3 separate regions of the Mus musculus genome follow, and regions 2 and 3 are each linked to region 1. The links are chromatin contacts, called in public Hi-C and Micro-C maps. All regions are on one chromosome and are shown on one strand. The core of a region is the stretch at or near the end of the contact, and the rest is flanking DNA. Distances in the headings are between cores, read along the strand shown.

Evidence for each region. A called contact is a pair of places that touch in the nucleus more often than the background predicts.
Region 2: a Micro-C map of embryonic stem cells shows a contact between it and region 1, with 2.2 times the contacts expected there. The contact joins the promoter of Otulinl here to the promoter of Trio in region 1. A contact is called at or near these places in 1 of 39 promoter capture datasets (pre-B cells), 4 of 484 Hi-C or Micro-C datasets (embryonic stem cells, neutrophils and uterus), 3 of 115 datasets of contacts at active chromatin or transcription factors (memory CD8 T cells, pancreatic cancer cells and stem cell-derived neural progenitor cells) and 3 of 9 other capture datasets (adipose tissue, liver and pancreatic islet).
Region 3: a Hi-C map of regulatory T cells shows a contact between it and region 1, with 4 times the contacts expected there. The contact joins the enhancer-like site here to the promoter of Trio in region 1. A contact is called at or near these places in 1 of 39 promoter capture datasets (pre-B cells), 2 of 484 Hi-C or Micro-C datasets (CD4 T cells and regulatory T cells) and 2 of 115 datasets of contacts at active chromatin or transcription factors (memory CD8 T cells and pancreatic cancer cells).

Annotation. Positions count from the first base shown.
Region 1 is chr15:28,024,514-28,027,293 of GRCm38.p6, reverse strand. Trio (triple functional domain (PTPRF interacting)) reads left to right here and starts at 1,446. Exons shown (of 57, transcript NM_001081302.1): 1 at 1,446-1,954. The coding sequence starts at 1,798.
Region 2 is chr15:27,680,116-27,682,895 of GRCm38.p6, reverse strand. It overlaps Otulinl (OTU deubiquitinase with linear linkage specificity like), which reads left to right and starts at 1,354. Exons shown (of 8, transcript NM_001242423.1): 1 at 1,354-1,499. The coding sequence starts at 1,445.
Region 3 is chr15:27,724,212-27,726,991 of GRCm38.p6, reverse strand. No RefSeq gene overlaps it. Among named protein-coding and RNA genes, the nearest start is that of Otulinl, 44 kb to the right of the region's middle. Within about 2 kb of position 1,376, at least 119 of the 459 cell types and tissues checked have an H3K27ac peak or open chromatin away from gene starts, as enhancers often do. A contact at or near this core is called in memory CD8 T cells and regulatory T cells, where this site is marked.

The DNA of each region.
Region 1 (2,780 bases), core at 197-2,696:
AGAACCATAGAAACGCTCCATCTGTGGTAAAATACTTACTCTGCAAGCATGGGAACCTGAATTCAGTTCCTCGGTATTCCAGCTTTTTACTGCAGCTTGGGCACTAGGGAGGCAGAGATGGGAGGATCTTTATGTATTGCTAGTCAACTGTCTAACTAACCAAGGAACTCCAGATTCAGTGAGAGACTCTGCTCCAAAAAAACTAAGGTGAGAAGTGGATGACTGAGTTAGACACTGGGTACCTACCTCTTGTATTCATATAAACACAGACCCAAAACACAAATGTCGATAGTGCGTGCAGGCACACATGAGAGGCAGAGAGACAGTCATCAAAACGCTAGGTGTTTCCAGGGCCAATTAATTGACAGAGCAAGAAAATACAGGCATATGTACTATCATGCGGTCCAAAATATAAGCACACAGCTGTAGATCTTTACACACACCTATTGCAAGGTGAACACAAATTCCTATGGGTGTCTTCAAACTTCATCCTGACCGAAACCAAGCCTTCTAGCCCTTTTCCCTTGCTTGTCTGAGACTGCCAAGGGGAAAAGATCTGGTGGTCACTTAATCATCGTTCTCCCGTTAAACATAGGTGCGGGGTGTAGTTTGATGGAATTTGTTGATCTGTTTTCTCCTGCATGTGATTCTCAATTACCCGGCGCCCATTCCTTCACTGCACTCATCTTGCAGCCGTGACATAAAGCAGAATTTGATATTCCACACATCTGATTTAACGTACATTTTCTTTAAAAGTCCCTTTCCTCTGGTCTCCCCTGCCTCCATCATCTTCCCACTACATCTGGGTAGCCTGAGGACCCAGCACACTTGGGAGATGGGGATTCCCCGCAAGCACCCCCTCTCTCGCGCCTGCTTTTTACATACAAGGAGACGGTAGACTAGAGCAGATAATCTGTTTTCACTGCCTCTCTGCTCATTCAACAATTATCCCGCCCCTTCTACATGCCAGTGACAGCGCTGTGCCTGCGAAGGCCACACCAGCTCCATATCCTGGTCGCTCGGCCCCGCGGGTGACATAAATAATAATGAAAACGCTCCAGCGCTAGGACCGCTTGCAGTGCAGGCGCGAGAGTCCTGGCAGGGGGCGCAGTGCCCGTCCTGGAAGGCCAGTGTGGCTCGGTCACACTTGTTCCTGCTCCTCCCAGGTTTGGAGCAGCCCTGGAGGAGGAGACCTGGCCCGCTCCACGTTCTCTCTCAGCCACTCCATTTCGCCCTCCGGGCTCCCAGGCGCGGCTCCGCCCCTCCAGGACCCGCCCACAAAAGGCCCCGCCCACCAGCCGAGCCCACGCTCCGGCCGCTAACGAAGCTCTCCGGAAATTCCCGAAGCCCCTCTTTTTCCTTCCTCTCCTTTCCCTGCTCTCCCTTTCCTTTCACCCGGGCTCCCTCGGCCGTGATTTCTCCCTCCCCCTCCTTCCTTCCCCGTCGGAAAGCAAGATGGAGGCTCGCTGCTGCCGCCGGCGTTCGTGATCGCGGAGCTTCGCAGCCCCGGCCCCCGCCCTCGCGTGTCCGCGCCGCTGCCCGTGCCCCGGCCGGCCACGCCGAGGCCGTGGCTCCGCGCGCCCGCTCCGCGCCAGGCTCGCGGCTCCCGGGCGGTGTCCTCGTCTATGTGGGCGCGCTCCTCGGGCCGAGCCGCCGCCGCCCGCCGCCCCGGGGCTGTGCGTCCGCGCGCCGGGCGCGGGCAGCTGGGTGCTCGGCGCCGCCAGGCCAGGCGCAGGCGGCTGGGTGCGCGGAGCTAGGGGCGCGGGGCCCGAGGCGGGCTCGTCCGCCGCCGAAGCCATGAGCGGCAGCAGCGGCGGTGCCACCGCCCCGGCCGCGTCCTCCGGCCCCGCGGCAGCGGCCAGCGCGGCGGGCTCCGGCTGCGGGGGCGGCGCCGGCGAGGGCGCCGAGGAGGCCGCCAAGGACCTAGCCGACATCGCGGCCTTCTTCCGATCCGGTGAGTACCGCGGTTGCCCCGCGCGCTCGGCCGGCCCGGCGCGCCCGGATCTCCGGCCCGGTATAGCCCTGCGCGCTCTCGTCCCTGTCGCCGCATCGGGGCTCTGCGATCCACGCCGGCGTGTCAGGTTACCCACGCCGCCCTTGTGCTGCGGCTCGTCCCGGGCGCCTTCACTCGCTTTCCCGGCGCTCGCCCCTCGTGCCAGGCTAGACACCCCTCGGCCTCCCGTTTCAGCGGCCACGGCCCCGCGGGTAGGGGCGCCGGCTCTTTGTCTCTTGCTGGAGGGCCGAGGAGGCGGCGGCGGGGACGGCGTGGGCGGAGGCCGGTGTCCCGGAGGACGAGCTCACCGGGACCGGGGACAGCAGCTCTGCCCTGTAATAGCTTTTGGGCCGCTGGTAGCTGGACCACCAACCCCATTATCAGCGAGTGTCCCGACTCGGGGCTCTAGCCTGTCATCCAGCCTTGGTGTACGGTTCTGTGAAACGGGGCAGCCATCGCACCTCAGCCCAGGAACCGAGGACGGTGGCCGAGCTGAGGCGGCGGTCGGGTCGAGCCATTGTTTCTGGGGGAGGCCCGGGAAGGACATCTGGGACCGTGGTGGCCCTTGGGAGAGGCGTGGGACCAGGGCTGGCGGGCACTGCGTGGGTGGCGTGGACCTGGAGGCAGTGAGGGGCAGTTTAGGGTCCGCTCTGGCGAGCCGGAGGTGGCCGAGGAGGAGGCTAGCCCGGAGCCCGGCGGGCGGGAGGGGCGCTGGTGTGCTGCGCAGGGGGCGTGACGGGGCGTCCCGGGGACCCCGGTAACGGCGCCTCCTCCAAGCCCGGCCCGG
Region 2 (2,780 bases), core at 105-2,604, 340 kb after region 1:
CTAACAGGGAAAATGCACTCGCGGTGGACCACAAGTCCCGCTGAGCCAGCTCTCTTAGTTGCCTGGTGCTGCTGACTCAGGCTTTTGGTCTGACAGGGATTTCTGAGGCAAGACTAAAGATGTACGATCCTTTTGATCCTTTGTTCTGAGATCCAGAGAGACTTGCAATGTTTCAATGACTTGTTGACATAGCCCTAAGGCTATTGAACTCACACAAAATTCCAGGCTGTTTCCACATGTTTCTTTAGTTATGGCGCTTATTTTTCCGGAGGCTGCCAGGATATTTTGCATGCTAGTCTTTTTGTATTTGGAATCTGTCTGCACTGGAGAAAAAGGAAGTACTCATGGAGATGATTCTTCTTCTTCTTCTTCTTCTTCTTCTTCTTCTTCTTCTTCTTCTTCTTCTTCTTCTTCTCTTCTTCTTCTCCTTCTTCTTCTTTTTCTTCTTCTTCTTCTTCTCCTCCTCCTCCTCCTCCTCCTCCTCCTCCTCTTCTTCTTCTTCTTCTTCTTCTTCTTCTTCTTCTTCTTCTCCTCCTCCTCCTCCTCCTCCTCCTCCTCTTCTCTTCTTCTTCTTCTTCTTCTTCTTCTTCTTCTTCTTCTTCTTCTTCTTCTTCTTCCTCCCCCTCCCTCTCCCCTTCCCTCTTCTCCTCCCCCTCCCTCTTCCCCTCCCCCTCTCTTGTCTTCTTCTGGAAAAAAGGAGGGGTCCATCAAATTAGTTAATCAGGAGCAAAAAAAATCTTGTATCCTTTTCTTGTTAGGCCATTTACTTTTTCTGTTAGCTTTTTGTATTGTTTTTTAACAATTAAGAAATTACTTTATGGAACCACTTTTTGTCAAGAATGCTCTTGTTCGTCCCTAAACAGTTCCAAGCACGCATTAGCCGAATGTGCTGACCCATGCAGAAAGACGAGGAAGCCCTGCCCCACGTAGTGGAACAAGCCCCGGGTGCAGTTGCTTTTGGATCCCAGCCTCTAGCTCTCCGGCGCAGACATAGCAGGTTTGTCCCGTGGTGAACAGGGAATCGAGGCACCAAGCTGTCCTGAGCTGGTGAGGGGCATTCGGTCCCTCGGCCCATCAGTCTCTTCCCCAAGTTCTCTGGCTCTGGTGCAGAGCTCCCGAGAGGACTCTAGATCCGAACCAGTGGAACGCCCAGGGTGAGCGTGGAGGTGCAGCCCTAGGGGCAGAGCCGCGGCCTCCGCAGCGCTCCCATCGCTGAGCTTCTGAGCTTTCCACGCCGCCGCGCCCTTCACGCCTACCTCGCGCGGAGGCTCCGCCCTAGACTCCGCCCTAGCTTCTGAGTGGCGGCACCGGGCGTCAGTCTGCGTTCAGGGCGGGAGCACGGACGGCTGTCACAGTAGCTGAGCTCGGGACTGCGGCTGCGGAGAAGCGAGCGGGGCGCCGGGCTGTAGCGGAGGGTGCGCGCGGGTGGAGGCGCGCATCCCGCATGGAGGCGCCGAGGAGCGCGCCGCGGGAGCGGGAGCGCGCTCGGACCACCTCAGGTGGGCGCCGGGATGAGCACAGTCTCCCGGAGGGTGTAGTGGCGGCGGAGGGTGGGCGAGGGAGAGCGAAGGGTGCTTGTGGCGCGGGGACGGCTACACCTCGCGCGCGTGGCTGTGCGTGGGTTGCATCTGAGTCCCCGGCCATCGGAGAGAGGCGGGTCTATCCAGGAGTACCCGGGCGCGTGGACAAGCTGGTCGGTGTCCTCGAGGGAGCAACTTGGTTGTAAACTAAGCTACCGGGGTTTGCGCCTTGAGAGGATGTGGCCCACACCTTTTCAGCAACCAGAGTTGTAAACCGCAGAGAACACTCTTGACTTTAGGGGGAAAAAAATGCTCACCAAGGGGACAGGGTGACAGTAGATCGCTATTGCATTTCGGGCCCCTGCCCCACTGGGTAGCAGTGGTCTGTCCTCTCCAAAGACCTTAGAGATGAAATGTCTTTCTTCCGGTCCCACAGCTGTGTCCGTGGTTCAGTTTCTCTAGGTTTTGTTGGGCCACACGCTGGATCCTGTGTTTCACCATCTACCACTCAAGGAATGTGAGCCTAGTAGTGAATCTAAGCTGTGTGTGTTCTTGCTTTCAGTGTGTAAATGGGGTTGTTGGACACCGGGAATGTTCCTAATTGCTGCTCTCCGTCCTAGTAGGAGCTTCTGACACAGCACTGTGTTGTGTAGTGGAAGCAACACTGTTCAGGACACGAGGTCTGGACGTCAGTCCACCCTAGAGTGTCTGGGTAGGAGTTATTCAAGACATCAACCATTCGTGAAATGCATGCTGGACAAGTTAATTCCGAAGGCCTCTCCCAGCCTAGTCTGTGACTAAATTACCCAAGTCTCTGAAGTTTAGAGAATTAACTCATTTGTTTAACCTTTATGCACCTCAGGTTATTATAGAATTAGCCAAGTATTTCCTGTGGGCGTATCCAGTCGAACATTTTTTATTTTGTTTCTTTCTTCCTTTAGTTTGGCAGAGAAAAGAAAGTTGGAAACAGAGGCAAGGACATGACTGGGAAAGAGCTGGTTTGGGAGACTGCAGAATGCCTACTTTGGCTTAACAAAACCACCAAGAACGTTTCCTTTCTCTGCACGAAGTCCAAGGCGTGTCAGTGCGCTGAGCCCAAGGAGAGAGAGGGACCTTTCGTTTGTTTCAGTCTGTGGGGTCTGCTGTAGGTTTGCAGGACAAAGTGAGATTCAAGGATAAGATTGTGGAAAACGTTTCCCTTTCGAATATAACTGCTGAGGGAGGACTTAGGAGCATAGGAGATCCTCTTCGCTGGTTCTG
Region 3 (2,780 bases), core at 127-2,626, 300 kb after region 1:
TAGTACCATAGAGGGTGAAGATTGTTATAGGACCGCCAAGTGATGATGCAAAGGGTAACTGCACCAAGCCTCCTCTGGTGCTACTCTGTCATTAGAGAGGATGGATGTGCTGTTGTGGGTGGGTGGAATCAAAACTATAAGCTCCCCCCACAGTCTTCTCTGGTACCAGTAAGAGCAGACACTCTGCCTGGCAGAGTGGTACTGAGCCACAGCAAGAAAGTCCAATTCTTCTCCCACCGGGGTTCCCAACCAAAAGCAAACGGGTTTCAAGGAAGTGTTTCTACCAATTACCAGGCTCAGGAGTCTCTGAGCCCTTCCCCAGCTTCCTTGCAGTCAGTCGCAAGTACAGTATGTCTGCACTTTAGCCATGAAGGACTTCCTCGGTTGGCACCTGAGCTGTCTCTTACCAGCCAAGCACAGAGGAACCCAAGGCACAAGTACACTACATCTCTCTGCCAACTGCAAAACTCAGTGCTAAAAACAAAAAATTGAAGAGAGCTGTGCAGAAATCCCGGGGCCTTCTGCAACAGCTAGCTCCACCTCTGTACCAGCGTCTACTTCCTGTCTGTGTAGGATCTGCCCTTCACATCCTATGGGGGCCCAAGTAACTCTTCCTTGGAGTCCCCTTCGTGAGTACAACACCCAGTAAAGCCTCATTTGGATGCTATTGCTTCTCTCATCGTGATTTCTGTTTTGAATTGAGCAAGAGAGTCTGGTTAACCTCATTGCCTAAACCTAGAAACACAAAGAGCTAGCGACACACCAAAATGAGCTGGTGATGTCGGCACGAGCGATGCTTTGCCCATTCCTAATGTCCCTCTTGAGTCAAGCAAAGAATATAGGCTGCTTGTACTGGCTCCCCACTTGGCATCGTCAAGCACAATCAGGGATTTCGTGCCTCATTCAGGCAGGGCAGGGGTAAAGTTGTGGCTCTGCATTTGTCTACTTGTTGTGTTGAAACTGCACTTTCTGCTTTGATGTGTTGCCAGAGAAGGGTAGCCACTCAGCCGTTGCCTGAAAACTCCTTAGCAGTTGGGCCTCATCCTTAGTGCAGGCGCAGGCTTTGTGGGGTCCTTTGGTCTCCACCAGTTGTCACTTCCAGGCTGCTGGCTACTTCAGCTCCAAGTATGGGCAGATGCCACAAAAAGAAATCTCGAAGACCTGAGGTCTCTGGGTACTCTGCATCTTCTCCTCACTTTGCAGAGATTTCCTGCACTCTTCACAGACAAAGCCCAGGGCTGTTTGTTGGAGTCAACAGGAGAAGGAAAGAGAATGTGAACTCTGTCCTCCCAGACGCTGAAGTCTAGGATCAGACTCGCTCTTGAAGCTTCATAGCTTTAGGGTTATATGACATCTACTTCCTAAGACACGTGACCTGCTTGGTTTTCTTTTCACAGTAGGCACTACAGTGGTGAGTGTCAGAAGTTAAGCTCTGCAATCATCTGCTATCTGGTAACTTCTGGAGACTTATTTCATATAGAAATCCTACTTAGCCATTAACACTTGCTCATAATACCCAGAGCATAATGATGACAGACAGGAAATGAGAGACTAGACAGGCCAGTGAGCACCATGATTACTGCACACAGTACACAGTGAGGACACATGCATGGGGACTCGTTGCCTCTGATCTTGAAAAGGATCTGGAAGGAGGGAGAAGAAGACAACGGACTTAAATGATTGCTAAAACAGACAGTACAAAGGACTGTCTCACAGAGGTCTGAGACAACAGTTGAGCTGGGCCTTGAAGAGAAGCAGAACCTCCAGAGAGGAAGCAGGCATCACACCATTGGGTCTGTGGTTTGCTATAGAGGGCGGGACTCTTGGGAGACTGGATCTGACAGGATTTGCTTCCTCAGCTATCTCTCCTGATACCATTTCTTCTTCACCATTCAGGAGCGTTACAGTGTTATCTTTTGCTCTGTCTGTCGCTCCTCTGCTGGCAGCTCAGCTCAGGGCTTCTGTTCAGGTCTGTCAAGCTCCTCTCATCTACCTCCTAGTGCAAGATACAGGTTTGGCATTCAAAGGCTCTTGTGAATGTTCAAGGAAAAGAACAGAGTATAGCAAGCTGATGTCAGCACCAGCATTAGAGGAAACACACTTTGCACTGCTATTGAAAGCTGAGAGCCTCTTCCTCCGGTGGGGTCTACCCACCGGTTCTTTATGACTCCACTTATTCCTGTTAAGGAGCTCAAATAGCAACGACTGTGTCAGAATGCCTGGTAGGAAGCAGGGCGGGAGACACACTGGGCTGATAGCTGGGGAACTGCTTAGGATGCACGGGGCCCATTTCCATCCTGACTTTTCATTGTTTACACCAAGAGAGAAAAGATACAAAGCATCTAGGGGTTTTTTGGTTTTTGTTTTTTTCAAACACGGAAACCATCTTGTAGTACAAGACCCTCCTACACAATGGATTTTCGCCAGAGCTCACCAAAGAAGACAGGAAGTCAGAGGACCTCGATTTCCTGTTTCAGTTTTTATGGCTGAGCAGACAAACAGGAGGCATAAAGGAGCGGTGAGCAGACCCCACCCTCACTTGCCTGAACTGTGGCCTGACCTGGTTTCTCTGAGGCACCTCCTCTTCCCACAAGTTTCCCTTGAGCCACCTCAGTTACTGTATCCCATTCTGTGCGACAGTGATACAAGCTATCACAAAATCCGTGCTTTCACAGGGGCCAGTATCCAGGGTCAGGATTGGAGGCAGGAGGAGAGGTGCCTGAGAACACCCCTCCCCCGTCAGTCTTCTGAGGTCCAATGGGAGAATTCTGCTCCTTCTG